Regions from separate parts of the Gossypium hirsutum genome. Here regions 1 and 2 are each linked to region 3. The links are chromatin contacts, called in public Hi-C maps. All regions are on one chromosome and are shown on one strand. Each heading gives the region's core, a stretch centred on a gene start, on an enhancer-like site or on the middle of the called end of the contact. The rest is flanking DNA. Distances are from core to core; before and after follow the strand shown. Region 1 holds the start of LOC107889065 (omega-3 fatty acid desaturase, endoplasmic reticulum-like). Region 2 holds the start of LOC107889070 (gibberellin 2-beta-dioxygenase 6). Region 3 holds the start of LOC107889075 (transcription factor FER-LIKE IRON DEFICIENCY-INDUCED TRANSCRIPTION FACTOR).

Region 1 (4,707 bases), core at 2,090-4,589, 250 kb before region 3:
ATCCTAAGTTAAACCTTACTAGATTTTTTTTAATTGGGGTTAATACAAAGTGATGAAAACAAAAGGTTTCGATTAGAAGTGATGAATGATTTGCAGAAGTGGGTAGTTAGGCCAAGTTGCAATTAGTCTAATTTCAGAGTTGTATTTATTTCAATATGCAAATGGAAGCAAGATGTATTGGTTTTTCTACTTTCTTGAGCATATATTTTTCACTTGGTGGGGTTGTACATATTTAATGTACCTGGAACAACTGCATCATTCAATGAATATATACATATTTTAAGTGGCAACTTGCTTATATGTTCTTTGTGCTTTTTCTGTATTGGTAAAGTGGAAGATCAGATAGCTTTTTCTCCTCTTTATATTTTTTTCCTGCAAATCAATCCCAACATTCCATATTTAGTTGGAAAAATAAATGGAAATGGATCTTTGGATGTGATTGTTGAGCAGAAGTGAGATTATTTTAAGTTGGTGTTGGATTTCTTAATCTTAATGGTTCTCTTAATTTAGTAAAACAATAAAATAAAACCATAATGTTCCAAGTTTGCTGGTTCTAAATATTCGTATAACTAGAACATTAGGACAAATCAAGTTTATGGTAATCCAACTTCTCATTTTCTTGTTTTGACTGACAGTAAATAAAATAAAAGTTAAATTCCATAAACAGTCCTTATACTATGTCTTCTTGACAGATTCATTCTCTATATTATTTTAATTTGATATGTAATTTTGAAAACATATGATGATCGTGACATGTACAGTTTAAAAAAAAATACGAAACATAGAATCAAATATAATATTTTTCTAAAGTATAATAATTAATTTGACTTTTAATATTTACTCATTTTGTTATTTTAGCTCTTATTCTTTTTAGGTCATTTTGACCATCAACTTTTAAAATTTAGTCAAATTATTTATTTTTGGACGGAAAAATTGGATAAACTGTTAAAATTTTAATTTACTACTATAATGATAAACTTTCTAAAAAAATTTATAATTTTTCTTTTTTGAAATTTATTTATTTTTTAAAATATTTATTATTATTAAGGTTGAATTTTTGTATATATATATATATTTATGGAGTGGATTGATGTTTTATAAAATTTAACCTAAAATAAAAATAGGTCTGTTCTTATTTTCTGGAAATCTCAGAAGACAGGGATAACTATTCTTGCCCCATGCCCTGGCTACTTTTGTGAAAGGCTGTAAGATCCACATGTAATTGTCGATTGCTATATATATAAAGGATGTAGATGACATGTGAGATCATGTGCTGATAATCAATCTATGAAATTATATTTGTTCAATGGAAAATATAAATAAAAGAATGAAAGAATCCAAAAGTTTTTATATTTTTTTATTATATAATAATAAAATTTGTATTTCATTCTCCTACAGTACCGTGTATATGTTTGGTAACAATAATCATGTTTTTGATGAGACTACAGGAACTTCAACCTTAATTATTTTGAAGACACAAAAAGAAAAAAAAAACAAAACAAAACAAAAACAAATACAAAGTCCCTTCTAAAAGCGAAAAGAATGAAGGCCCTTGTTTGTTTCAGCTCTATGATCTCTAAATAAAATGGCTCATGCGGATTTGGGAGGAGAAAACAGGTTGGGATCCGTCTGATAAAATACAATCTCTCCGCTGTTGCTCACGTAATGATCTTGTTTCATGCTCGACACTAGATTCTCTATTAAGTGAAACGGAATCGGCCCTGATTTCTTCGGCTCCCGGTAGTATTTTCCTATCACCGGTTTCGCTGCTTTTGTCTGCACCACACCCCGTTTTCAAGCTTACTGCTAGGTGATGGAAACATTTTGAGGAGTAATCTAAAATTAACCCAAAAATTGAGAATACTTACAGCTTCGACTAAGTGATAATGGGGGATCTGAGGAAAGAGATGATGAATGACATGGGTGCCAATGTCATGGTGGATACCATTGAATATACCATAATCACGGTCTATTGTTGTAAGCCCTCCTCTCAGGTAACTCCATTCCTGATAGTCGTCACACAAACAAAATCATTGATAGTGTCAAATGCAATGGAGGGGGCGGGTTGTAATTACTACCTTGCCACGATACCAAGGAAGCTTCTGCTCGTATCCATGGTGATGAAGGTAAGTCACCACATCCAGCCATGCCACGAAAATCTAATGGAAATGGTAACAATCATATATTCATTACTCAGAGATATATATATATTGTGAATTTGGTAGAAGTGGCATACCAAGTAGGGAACACCGTAGAGCTTGAATGTCATGGATGGACCGATTACAGAGGATAAATACACAAGGAAAACCACCATTGCTATCCAACAGGTTGTTGATGTCATTATATGTTTCCGTTCTTGGGGAGCAAACAAGTTGCTGTATGGGTTGAAGTGAGATCCTGTCTTTCCTGGACTTCTGTGCCACTGCATATCCAAAATTTACCCAATGTTTATTTACTTCAATCTTGTTAAATCATGACTAATTGTTAAAATCATCTTTTGCATTTCAATCAATGTCTCTCACCAAATAGACAGGGTATGCAAATAGGGGGAATGGGATTTTGAATCTCAGAAACTTGGTCCTGCTGCTCAAACTATTATAAAGATCTTCGGACATCTGAAATTAAATATATATATATAAGTTTGGTTTTCGACTGCATGAACTAACTGAATTCAATTCGATATACATACCGGAACCCAAGACTCATCCTTCTCCACATTTCCATGGTTTTGATGGTGAGTTCTATGGCTTATTCTCCTATATAAAAAATTGTTCAAATGAAGTTCCATAGTATATGAAGAACAAATGTTGAGCTAATCAATTAATGAACTTACCATCCATGGTAAGGAACAAGGATGGTAGAATGTAAGATATGTCCCATCACGTTATTAAGTATGGGATTATCAGAGAAGCTTCCATGTCCACTGCAAAAACAAAAACAAAAATCCCAGGAGTTAATTAACCGAAATGGAAAATGGAAGTGAAAAAGAGATTGATAAAATGAGTCGTTGTACCAATCATGTCCAAGGACAAAGACAGCCCAAAACATGGTCCCTTGGGCAACCCAGTAGAAAGGCCAAAAGAACCAGCTACGGAAATAAAGTGCAGCTGCTAAGAGTGCAGAGATGACAATGGCGTCCCTGAAAACATAACTCATAGACCTCCAAGGGTTCTTGACCCAACAGTGCTTTGGAATAGCAGCTCGGATATCATTAATACGGAAAGGAGGGGCTTCACTTGGATCGAACAACTTATCTTGCTCCTTCTTCATTATCCCATTAACATCCTCACCCTTTTTCTCCATTGTTTCTAATGATGTTTCCTTCATTGAAGGGCTCATTCTTTCAGTTCCCCGTCTCTATCTGCACCAACCCACACTCCAGTTTTAATAGGGCAGCAGCATAACAGTCCGCCAAATTTAAAATAAATAAATAAATAAAAAGGAAAAGGGTGTTTTCTCTCTTAAAAACAAACAATTTATATATTCCAGACATTCAGACACTTACTGTTCAACGTTGCTGGTCTCTTTTTTCGAATTACCACTATTAAATTCTCTTATTCAACAATTGTATGTATGTATGTATGTATGCATGCATGTGTATGTATGGTCCCGACAGATCAAGTTTCCAGCTAGTGTGGTATAATGAATATTTGTGTACGGATCAAAAACCCATCTCCCCATAAACCTCATTAATAGTTGCAAACAAGTGGGTTTAAAAACTTTCACCTTCCAATAATTGCACCTCTTCTACAATATGTTCAGTTTTTTTTGAATGATGGGTAATTGTTTAAAGGGATACTATTTACAGACGATTGTGAATAAAAAAGAGAAAAATAATTAATTTGAAATATAAGAAAAAATTAAAGAGTTGTGATAGAGCTAGGGTTTGGGAATTGCCATCACTATCATCATCTAGGGATTCACACCATCATTCCATTTGCAATGGAGATACATGTAACAATTAAAATGTTAAAAGGAGCATGAATTTAATACAAAATTCAATGATAAGAAAAAGGCAGACAATAAAGTAAAATTCCACTATGCATATAAATATCTTCTCTGTTCATTATAATTTAGTTTATAATTGAATTATTAGATTTGGGGTAAAGATGCGGTTGTTGAATATAGATATATATAGTGTGTGAAATTGCAGGTAGTCAGGGACCGTTGGGCGAGGCTGGTGGATGAATTTATAAAACTATAGAAAAAGGAAGCGTCAGTCAGCCTCATGTACTCTAATTTAATACCATTCTTAATATTAACCTCTATTTTTGTCCTAGGTCCCTGTACTGTGTGTTTCTAGTGAAATTAGTCCTTTGGAATACGTTTTCAGACTCACTTTATTTTCATTTAATAATACTGAAATGAATATGTGAGTGAGCTCAGTATTATAAATAAAATAAACATTGAGGGACTCAAGAGTAAAGTTAGGGTTTAGCTATCTGCCATCACCACTAAAATATTCATCTCTCATTTTCACATGTCATGTGCTGACCAACTCAAAGCCAAGCCCACTTAATCCTTCCTATTGCTTTGCTAGTTTTTAAAATCTAACCCTTTAATTTTATTTTAAAAATTTTATTTTAGTCTTTTTTATCAAATCACTTAACTTCACTAACATGATATATATGTGGATTACCACATCATTAATTAATTAATTTTTTTAATTTTAAAAATTTATAAATAATTATTAAAATTATTTTAAAT
Region 2 (4,787 bases), core at 96-2,595, 190 kb before region 3:
TTAATATGAGAATAATTACCAAGTTCAAGGACTATTTGGACAAAAAAAAATTAAAATTTCAACGTGAAAGCAATTATCATATTCAAGGACTAAGTTGAATAAACTTTTTTTAAAATTTCAATGTAAAAACAATTAGCATGTTGAGGTAGTAAAAATATATAAACGCAGGGGTAGGTTGAAAGATTTTATATACTTGTACCTTCGAGATTCTTAAAACGAAGCAAGTAACAATCCCATGGCGTTTTCAAAATTAAGGACGGTGATTGGAATCGTGAAAGTAATTATTAGCTTCTTCTTTTTTATTCAATAGAACAATTATTTCATTAAAAAGTCTTAATTCATTATTCAGTTTTCTTTTCACAATGTTAATAAAAAATTTAATCATTATTAAAATATTTGTAAATATTATAAAAAATTGATATATTCTAAATAAAATACTTTAATATTGATTTTATTATATTCAATTATACAAATGTATTATTTATAAAATTTTAACAATTTTAAAAATATGAGTTTTTTTGTATAATTTATTGTTTTTATTAACTAAAAAATATATATATTTTAATTCTATGTAAGATTTTCAATTTTTCTTGAGCATTTAAACCATGTTGTATTGTACAATCATATGCGGTTAAAATTTAACGAAATAAAACATTGAGGGCTAAAGTACTTCAACAAAAAGTTCAATTGTCCAAAGGTGTAAAGTATGAAGGACTTTTTTGTTATTATACCGTACAACAAAACTTATTGCTAGCAAGTCTATATGGTTAAAAATATCATGTTCCAATAAAAAATGGGTACAAAAATTAATTTTCGTTACTAAAATTATAATTTAGAAATTCAAATCAAGAAATTAAAATTTTATAATTTTAATAATTTAACTCACTTATTATTATTGTACTTTTATAACAAACAAAAAAACTTCAAAAAAAAATAGTATTTGACCATTTAAAAATTATCAAATCACATTTTAATCACAGATATTTAAAAACATGTGTAATTTTGACCAAATTTGAGCTTTGTATCTCAGCCGAAGACGTACGGATATCCGCGTCTCCGAAAGGAACAAGAAACTTCACCAATTGCTATACTTAAAGCAGTGTTGTGAGAAATCCTAAGACGATACCGGAGCAGAGCAGGCAGTAGCCGGCAAATCAGCTGACTGAGGGAGGTCTTTTAGGCATTCACTAAAGTTGCAGTGACTGACAAATAAAAACAAGTCAGCTTAGCTAGGGTGACGATATATCGACACGTGTCACAACATATCAAAATGGGTCCCTACCTAAATATAATTTCACTTCCACTTTAGGACAAAACCTAATCCCCTCGCTCTATATATACCGTCTGTACTGAACCCTGAAATACAGAAGAAAATATATAAGGTATATGATTAGAAACATGCTTCAAATGAGCAACGTTGGATCTTACCCTCCTGTGTTTCGCCAGCTGAACGGTGAGGGTGTTCATCCTCCGCAGCAGATGATGGCTCAATTGAAGAAGAACAACTACTCCATGGAAGACACCAGTACCACCACCCAAGAAGATTCAGTTCCAATCCCTATGGTGGATCTTGAGTGCCTTAGCCTGCATAAGCTTGGGGATGCTTGTAAAAATTGGGGTCTTTTTCGTTTGGTTAACCATGGGATCCCTTCAACCCTTTTGACCAAACTTCAGTACCATGCCAAGATGTTGTTTGGTTTATCCTTTGAGTCCAAGCAAGCCTTAATCACTAACCCTATGTCTTATTTCTGGGGCACCCCTGCCTTAACCCCATCTGGGACTGCCCTAAACCCTGCTGCCTCGACTTCAACTATGAACTGGCTCGAAGGGTTTAATGTTCCACTCACTCAACTCCCACACTTCCATTCTGAACATCCTATGCTTCATTGTTTCAGGTACTGTTTCTTTGTTGATTGCTTTTGGTTGGCGTTTTTCTTTTTGGATTTTGTATTGCTTTTGGGTGGGCAGTAATCACTACGAAGTGACCAACTGATTGAACTGTTCCAGATTTTTTTTTGCAAAAAATGAAGATTGCAAGGTCAGCATCAATAACTTTTTTAAGACCCTGTCCCCAAAACAAAATATGCAAATAGTTTCAATGGACCAATCATCATATTTTCTTTACTTTTAATTTCCCATACATAGTTATATACCACATTCCTCGCCATCACCATATATATGATTCAACTGAAAATTGGAAGAATTTAATTTTCAATGAAAACTATCACAGTTTTTGAGTTCTCATTCTTGTAAGTCGTAACGAAGATTAATCAACAACTTTCAGGTTGTGGGACCAATTATGTCAGTAGGATTAACAATCATGGATTGATAACAGTACGATAAATAGTATATTTCCTGTATGGTTTATTGATAGGAGGATGAATGTATAGTTCCAATGATGATTAATTTATTTCATCAATGTCGAGCTAAGATAGTGAATCCTCATGTAGCAAAGACGAAACCGAACCTTCCACCATGACCCTCAATTCTAAAATTTAAATTTCAAACCCTAATCTCTAATTTAAACCAAAAATTCAAACCCAAATCCTAAACATAGAATCCAAAATCCTGAACTCAAAATTTAAAACTTGAACCTCGAATCCCGAACCTTAAACTCGAACCCCAAATTTAAAGTTTAGGATTTAGGATTTAGGATTTAAATTTGAGGTTTAGGTTTGATTCAAGATTTAAGATTTAATGTTTAGAGTTTAAGGTTTAAAGTCAAAGGCCGGGGTTTAATATTCAGGGTTTGGAGTTTAAGGTTCAAGATTTAAGTTAAGAGTAAAAAAATTGCCAAATTTATGTGTTAATGAGATAGAAAAAATTATTAAAATGTTATTAAATAATTGAAAATGGACCATAAATAATATGGTGAAAAAGATTTATAAAATAATTTCTATATTTATAAAAAATTACTTTTAGTTAAATTATAAGTGTAGTAGTAAAAATTTTATGTACAAATCTTATGTTGTATCCTAAACATTTAGTCAGTATTTTTTTAGGAAATTAGTTTTTAGTTGTTTTAGGTAAAGATTTTATAGGAAATTATGAAAAGACAAAACCATAACTATAATAATATTTTTTATTTTGTTAAGAAATTATTTTTAAATTATTTTCTAATTGAACTAGTCCTTAATTAATTTATAACTCCAGTTTAATAATAATATGGATGGATATATACATGATTGATCATGTCCTTTAATCTTTGGCAATTAAAACTTTCATCCACAAAATTAATAATTAAGTGTTCCATTTCATTGTTTATAAGATAATTGAATTCAAATTTTGACTTGATATAATCAAGTAATCAGATTCAATGACAAAGTCGAGAATTTTATGTAGAATGGGACTCAAGATTAAAATTAGTCAAATTATAAATATGGGGCTAAATAAACTCCTTATTATTAGTAGTAGTATTATAATAACATTAATCATATAAAGAATATGAAGAAGGTCAAAACTCTTGTTTGTTTCTTTCCTTTTGCCCTAGTCCTATGTAATAGGTTTGAAATTTGAGTATCCAATAGGTATTTGAAATTATGTCCTCCTAATTATTGTAATTGTAACGAAATCGAATGAGTTAAGGCTCAATCAGTTTGTACATAGAAACATTAAAAATTTGTTTATCGTTGAGGTTAAAAAGTAATTTTAAAAAATGCTTTGAAAAAAATTGACAATGTTTTCCATTGTTATCAAAAGGTGTTTATAAAAAAAATATTTATTTTAAACATGATTTTAAAAATAATAAAATATATTAGAGTTTTTAGTTTAGATTAAATTATCATGTTAAAAATATGGTTTGATTTGAAAGGCTGATTATCTGTCTTACTTTTTGGTTTGAAATCATGGTTTGTTTTTGGTAACTATTTTAGAGTTAAAGCATAGTGATTTTGCAAAAGAAATAGTGATAGGTGAGAATCAAAGTTGTTTGGGAGTAAAATTTTGAATTCATCTTGAGTTTGTCTTAGGATCCTCTCAGGAACATAAAGCACCTTGCTGTTTTGTGTATGGAGCTTATAATTCCCCGTAAAATAAAGCATGGATAGTGAGGTAAGGCCACGAAATGCAAAAGCAGCAAGGAACAAGAATGACTTTGGAACAGCTTTTGATTGATATGTTCCATAAGTGAAAGAACACAGTCCCCCACCACCACCCTCAATGTGCTTAGCCTTTCGATCAATGGCAAATTATTCTTTGCCATCACATATATAAACAAAAACATGGGTCTTCATCTTTTTCCCATAATAAAACGAATCTGCTTTCCCAGTTCTCGAAATGACTCCCATGGTCGATTAAGTTGCCCCACCCCATTTTGCTTACTTGCTAACTAGATATTTTTTTCCTTAACTGTCTTTTCCACTAGGCTTTTGTTGGAAGAATATGGAAGGCACCTTTCAAGGATTGCCACAACCTTGTTTGAATCAATGGCGAAGAATCTCGATCTTGATCCTAAACAATCCGAGTCTAAGTTAGATGAATCCACTGCATTCATTCGGGTTTACAGGTATCCACCGCGCCGCTCCTTGGCTGGCGAGGCTTGGGGCATGATCCCACACACCGATAGCTCAGTGCTTTCCATAGTGAACCAAGATCATGTTGGGGGACTAGAAATTTTCAAGGACAATAAATGGCACTTGGTTAACCCAATTCCCAACACTCTTGTAGTTCATATCGGTGACATGATGCAGGTCTATACAACCCACTTCATTCAAATTTCATTTATATATTATATGGTAATTGTTGAGGTATCCTCCCTGATTGAGATTTTGGCTTTTTACTCCATTAAA
Region 3 (5,021 bases), core at 2,419-4,918:
TTATGAAGGATGGGTTTTTCTTAGAAGATGCGACGACCAGACATTGCTCCATATATCTTATCCCTATCCACCACTCCCTTTTTTTTTCTCTCAATTATCCCTAATCTCAAAACTCCTACAGTTATTGTGGCTTTTCTTTTATTTCACTCCAATATTTATCTTTGCACCATATATATTCTTTCGCACCATAAAATTAGTAGTCGATTGAATCTTAACTTAATTAGTATAAATATTATTATCAATATAGTAGGACGTGGATTTAAGTGCACTGAAGCACATTATTCCCATATTTATAGGTTGAGAAGGGATTATAGGTAATTCTAAATATTGTATAAAAAACATATATGATCAGAATTTATAAAAGTATCGAGCAAACAAGTAAAATAGTTTTATTCAAGTGGAACACCATGATTACTTTTCAACAAACATCTTTATCTTTATGTAAAGATATCTTTGAAAAATCATAAATTGAAATTTTTAATATGAAATCATTTTCCATCAACTTCTATACCACTCATGCTTCTTGTTTATGCATACACGTTTAAAACAATAAAATGAATGTTTAATTTAAATAAAAAGAGAAGAAAATTAATCACTTCTTACTTAAATTTAAACTTATCGAGGGACAGAATTATCTAATATTTTAAAGGATTTAGATAAAATGTTAATTAAAAAAATAAGTTTGGATAAAACATTAAACCTGTTTAAGAATTGAATTGAGCTAAAGTTCTAACACTAAACTTAAATCTTCTTTAATCGTTTTCAAATTTATTATATGTTTTTTTTCTTTTATGTTTAATATATTTTATATCATATAAAAATTAATATAATATACTAAGCTATTTATGCTTAAAATTTTTATAGAAAATATATAATGATAGTAAAAAGATATCATATCATTATTAAATATTATCTGAGATCATTATTATTTTTAAAAATAGAGAAATATGTACTTAAATAATTATACATCATATTTATGACATGGAATAACATGAACCCGTCCTAACTTCCACCTTAAACACTTCTAACTGTCACTTAATGGGAAAAAAGAAGAAGAGCAAAACATTATGTACAAATGATGACGATCCAAGTAGCCTCAGAAAAGTCCTTTTAAGTTAACCCTTGGGCATAGAGTGGGCCTTATGAAAGCTTATTTCAGCTGAAAAAGAGCATCTCCGAATATTAAGCCCAGCCCTTTGATCATGCTTTCAAGCTGACAGAAAATGTCCATACATAAGGGCTTGAATTTTTAAAGGATAAATTCTATAGAAGCTCCCTATAGTATGTTTCTTTTAAAATTTGGTCCCTATACTATAACTTTATATTTTGACTTTTTGAAATGCTTACTTTTTGTACTGTGACCAACTTTTTTTTCGTTTATTCTTTCAAGAAATTTGGCGTCACTTATTTTTATTTTGAACATATAATAATGTCATTTTTTGTATATTTAAAATAGACCAAAAAAAAAAAAGGAAAAAAATATAACACTTGTCCAAATTGTAAAAAAACTTGTTGATGTGTGCATGCCACATCACCACATATTTAAAACAATAAGCAAAGTCAATTAATTTGATGGAATTAACAGAAAAATTGACTCACACATTTCAAAAAGTAAAAGACTAAAAATAATGGAATTAAATAGTACCCAAACAAAATCTACCAAAAATACATAGTATAAGAACCTTCTGTGACCAATGGAAGTTCAAGTGTTGATTTCCAATAATCACTAAAATTATGGGCAACAAATGAAACTCAATTAAATGTTTATGTCCATTACCTCGTTTCTAGTTAATTTAAGTTGCCTCATGACAAAAAGTGTAACGACGATGCTTGTTGGACTAATTTTGGAGTTGTTCAAAAGTTTCTTTTATTAAGAAAAAATATTTCTAAAATTACCCATAATTTTTCCTAACTCATAAATAAGAGAATAATACGATTCAGCGTATTCGACGTCCTCTCACATTGGCAACAACGCCCATGCCATTTGAGTTAAAACTCAATCAGTTGAATTTTTTTTTAACTTGTTAAATTGAGTGGTTTTGTATTTTTGGAAACCTTTTTGGTAAACTTTCATTTTTTGAATCATTTTTCATCATTTTGAAATATATTTTCAGGAACTTTCCATTTTATAAAAAATTTAAGGATGATAATGGAGGGACAGAAGTGGATATTGTTAAATCCACCACTGCTTTACGGTTAATATATTTTACTCCACCACTCGCCCTACCCTCTATTATGGAGGTATAATATTAAAAATTACTATCACCTTTATGGATGTTGGATGCATCCATACCTACCCCACACTGCTCCGTTTTAATTTAATTTTGACTACTTGTCTTTAACATTTTCAGTTTTTTTTAAAGTCAAGTAAATATTTAAACCCAATTTTTAAAAAAAATTAAATATAAAATATAGATGGTTCTTTTCCATATTATGTTATTATATGTTTACCTTTTTAATAGTTTATATATACAAAAATAAAACTGTAATTTCATATAGTGAAACAGGTCAGGATGAAGTAAAAAATTGTCACAACCGTTTCATACTTACTATTTGGAAGAAAAAAAAAACAATTATCTCGCCTCACATCTACTTTTCAAAAAAAAATTGAAACTCATCAAGCAGTTTAGATTTTGTTATCGCTACACTTTCTTATCTCGCCTCAGGCATGGTGATGCAAAACTCTCATTTTCATTTCCTTTTTAATTGTATTTCTCTTGTAAAAAATTAAGTTATTTTGAGAAAAGATGAAGAATATTTAGGTTGAGTTATTAGTTTTGGATGTTATGGACTTATGTTGGGGACTTTTCTAGGCCATTGATAGATAATTGGAGAGGACTAAACCCAAGAGGATATGGACAGCTTGAGGGCCCAAACACAACTGAATACACTATGCCCAATGAATACCTCTTTTACTAGAGCACTTCTGTCACCCATAATACAATTGAATTCATCACACATAACTTTAGGAAGTAAAAAACCAAGTTGATCAATTTTAAATTAATTCAAGATTAATAATAATTTTATTAAAATATTTGCCTTCCATACTCCGAACTGCTCTAAAGTTTCAAGGACTTCGATTGAGTCTTAACTCAGTTAGTATCAATATTATTGTCAATGTAGAAGAACATGGATTCGAGTGCACTAAAACATATAATCCTTTTATTTAAAGGTTGGGAGGGGCAATGAGTAGTTCTAGACATTATATCAAAAATTAAAAATTAAAAATCATGATGCTACACTTATATGAAAGAAATTAAATCAAAAAAAATTTAATGAATACATTCTCCACGTATAAAGGCATCTGAGTGCAAAGAAAAATTGATTAGTTAAACAATGAATAAATTCATTTATAAATTATATAATCAATTTTATTAAGCTTGCTTCATGTCAAATAATTAGGCATTAATATTGCCAGCAGATGTGCAATCAACTAAGCATTGACTTTCTTTGTCTTCCCTTCACTTCTTCAAATAGATGAGTGTAAAGAACAGCTACTAATATTGTTCTTTCTCCGATTGGATAAGTTGACTTATTTTTAATCAACTTACTGAAATATAATTACTTTTTAACTATGGGCATGGTTTGATTGATGCTGCAGGCTATGTCACTACATATGTCATCACCTTACCAATTACTAATAAACAATGAAAAATAATCAATGGCAGCATTAGATTCTCCTAGTGATTCCTTTCACACTATGGAAATGAGAAGAAGCAGTTTCAAATTCTAAATTTATAAGCTAATACCAGCTACGCCTCTCACAATCAGGCAGTCTTCTGCATATATGCTGATTAATCACATAAATGGATGCATCGAGAAATTCCCCTCTGGAGCTCCCTGACCACTTTGAACCATATGACTTCGTTGAGGATCCTAACTTTGATCAGTTGGTCAATCTAATTCAAGGAGAAACCGAAGACGTGGTCTCCGCTTTCGATTATGATCTTATCAATGGCTGCTTTGATGACAAGCAGACTGGTGGAGCACCTGGGGATGCTTTCGAGTTTGATGCTACAAGCACCATGGTGCCGGATTTTAACTATGCTTTCAATGCATTGCCTAGTTTTGATGGAGAAATAATGAAGGATGGGGAGGAAGATAGCGACGAGGAAGACGAGTCTTCCGGGACAACAACAACAACATCATCGATGACAACAAAGAAATCAAAGGCTGATCGGTCGAGAACTTTGATTTTGGAACGACGCAGGAGGGGTCAGATGAAGGAGAAACTCTATGCATTGCGTTCCTTGGTTCCTAATATAACTAAGGTATACCTTGTTTGCAGTGCGTGCTTCAATTGTAACTTATATGGATTAACACTAAAAAGAATTTCACTTAGACAGATTGCATGACGGAATTTGCAGTCTGTTGGTATAGAATGAAGCTACACTGATGGACTAAATTATAAAAATAATACATGACGGTCAGGTCAAATCCGCCGGTATAAGTACGTAGCGACAGAATATTTATATCCGCCAGTATAGCTCCACTTAAAAGATGGGTGCTAAATTTAGCTTGTTGGCGATGCTAATAAACTTATGCCTGCAGATGGACAAGAAATCCATAATTGGAGATGCTGTATTGTATGTGCAAGACTTGCAAATGCAGGCTAAGAAGCTAAAAGCTGAGATTACTGGTCTTGAAGCATTGATGGCAGGGTACCAAGAAGAATCAATTAATAACCCCGTTAAGATTCGAGTTGCAAGAAACAACCATCCCATTTGCAAGAAGATTTTGAAGGTATTGAAGTGTATATATAGATTGTCTTGTCACTTAATAAACCTTTCTTCCATGGAAAGCAAATTAAACAAAATAATGCTTCCATGTTGATTTGCAGTTGGATATGTTTCAAGTGGAAGAAAGAGTGTTTTACGTTAGACTGGTTTGCAACAAAAGTGAAGGGGTTGCATTATCACTTTACAAGGCCCTTGAATCCCTTTCCAACTTCAAAATTCAAAATTCCAATCTGGCCACCGTTTCTGACACATTTGCATTAACATTTACTCTAAATGTAAGTG

Evidence for each region. Hi-C and Micro-C count contacts between places; a contact is called where the count stands out from the background.
Region 1: a Hi-C map of leaf shows a contact between it and region 3, with 1.5 times the contacts expected there. The contact joins the promoter of LOC107889065 here to the promoter of LOC107889075 in region 3. A contact is called at or near these places in 2 of 34 Hi-C or Micro-C datasets (both in leaf).
Region 2: a contact with region 3 is called in a Hi-C map of leaf, with 2.1 times the contacts expected there. The contact joins the promoter of LOC107889070 here to the promoter of LOC107889075 in region 3. A contact is called at or near these places in 4 of 34 Hi-C or Micro-C datasets (leaf and seedling).

Annotation. Positions count from the first base shown.
Region 1 is chrA09:63,934,785-63,939,491 of Gossypium_hirsutum_v2.1, reverse strand. It overlaps LOC107889065 (omega-3 fatty acid desaturase, endoplasmic reticulum-like), which reads right to left and starts at 3,339. Exons shown (of 8, transcript NM_001326755.1): 1 at 3,014-3,339; 2 at 2,834-2,923; 3 at 2,690-2,756; 4 at 2,523-2,615; 5 at 2,237-2,422; 6 at 2,079-2,159; 7 at 1,869-2,006; 8 at 1,591-1,776. The coding sequence starts at 3,339. The coding sequence ends at 1,591. It overlaps LOC107889064 (zinc finger CCCH domain-containing protein 66), which reads left to right. Exons shown (of 1, transcript XM_016813362.2): 1 at 1-278.
Region 2 is chrA09:63,867,773-63,872,559 of Gossypium_hirsutum_v2.1, reverse strand. LOC107889070 (gibberellin 2-beta-dioxygenase 6) reads left to right here and starts at 1,345. Exons shown (of 3, transcript XM_016813370.2): 1 at 1,345-1,895; 2 at 4,364-4,733. The coding sequence starts at 1,387.
Region 3 is chrA09:63,680,300-63,685,320 of Gossypium_hirsutum_v2.1, reverse strand. It overlaps LOC107889075 (transcription factor FER-LIKE IRON DEFICIENCY-INDUCED TRANSCRIPTION FACTOR), which reads left to right and starts at 3,668. Exons shown (of 4, transcript XM_016813376.2): 1 at 3,668-4,271; 2 at 4,552-4,743; 3 at 4,841-5,014. The coding sequence starts at 3,807.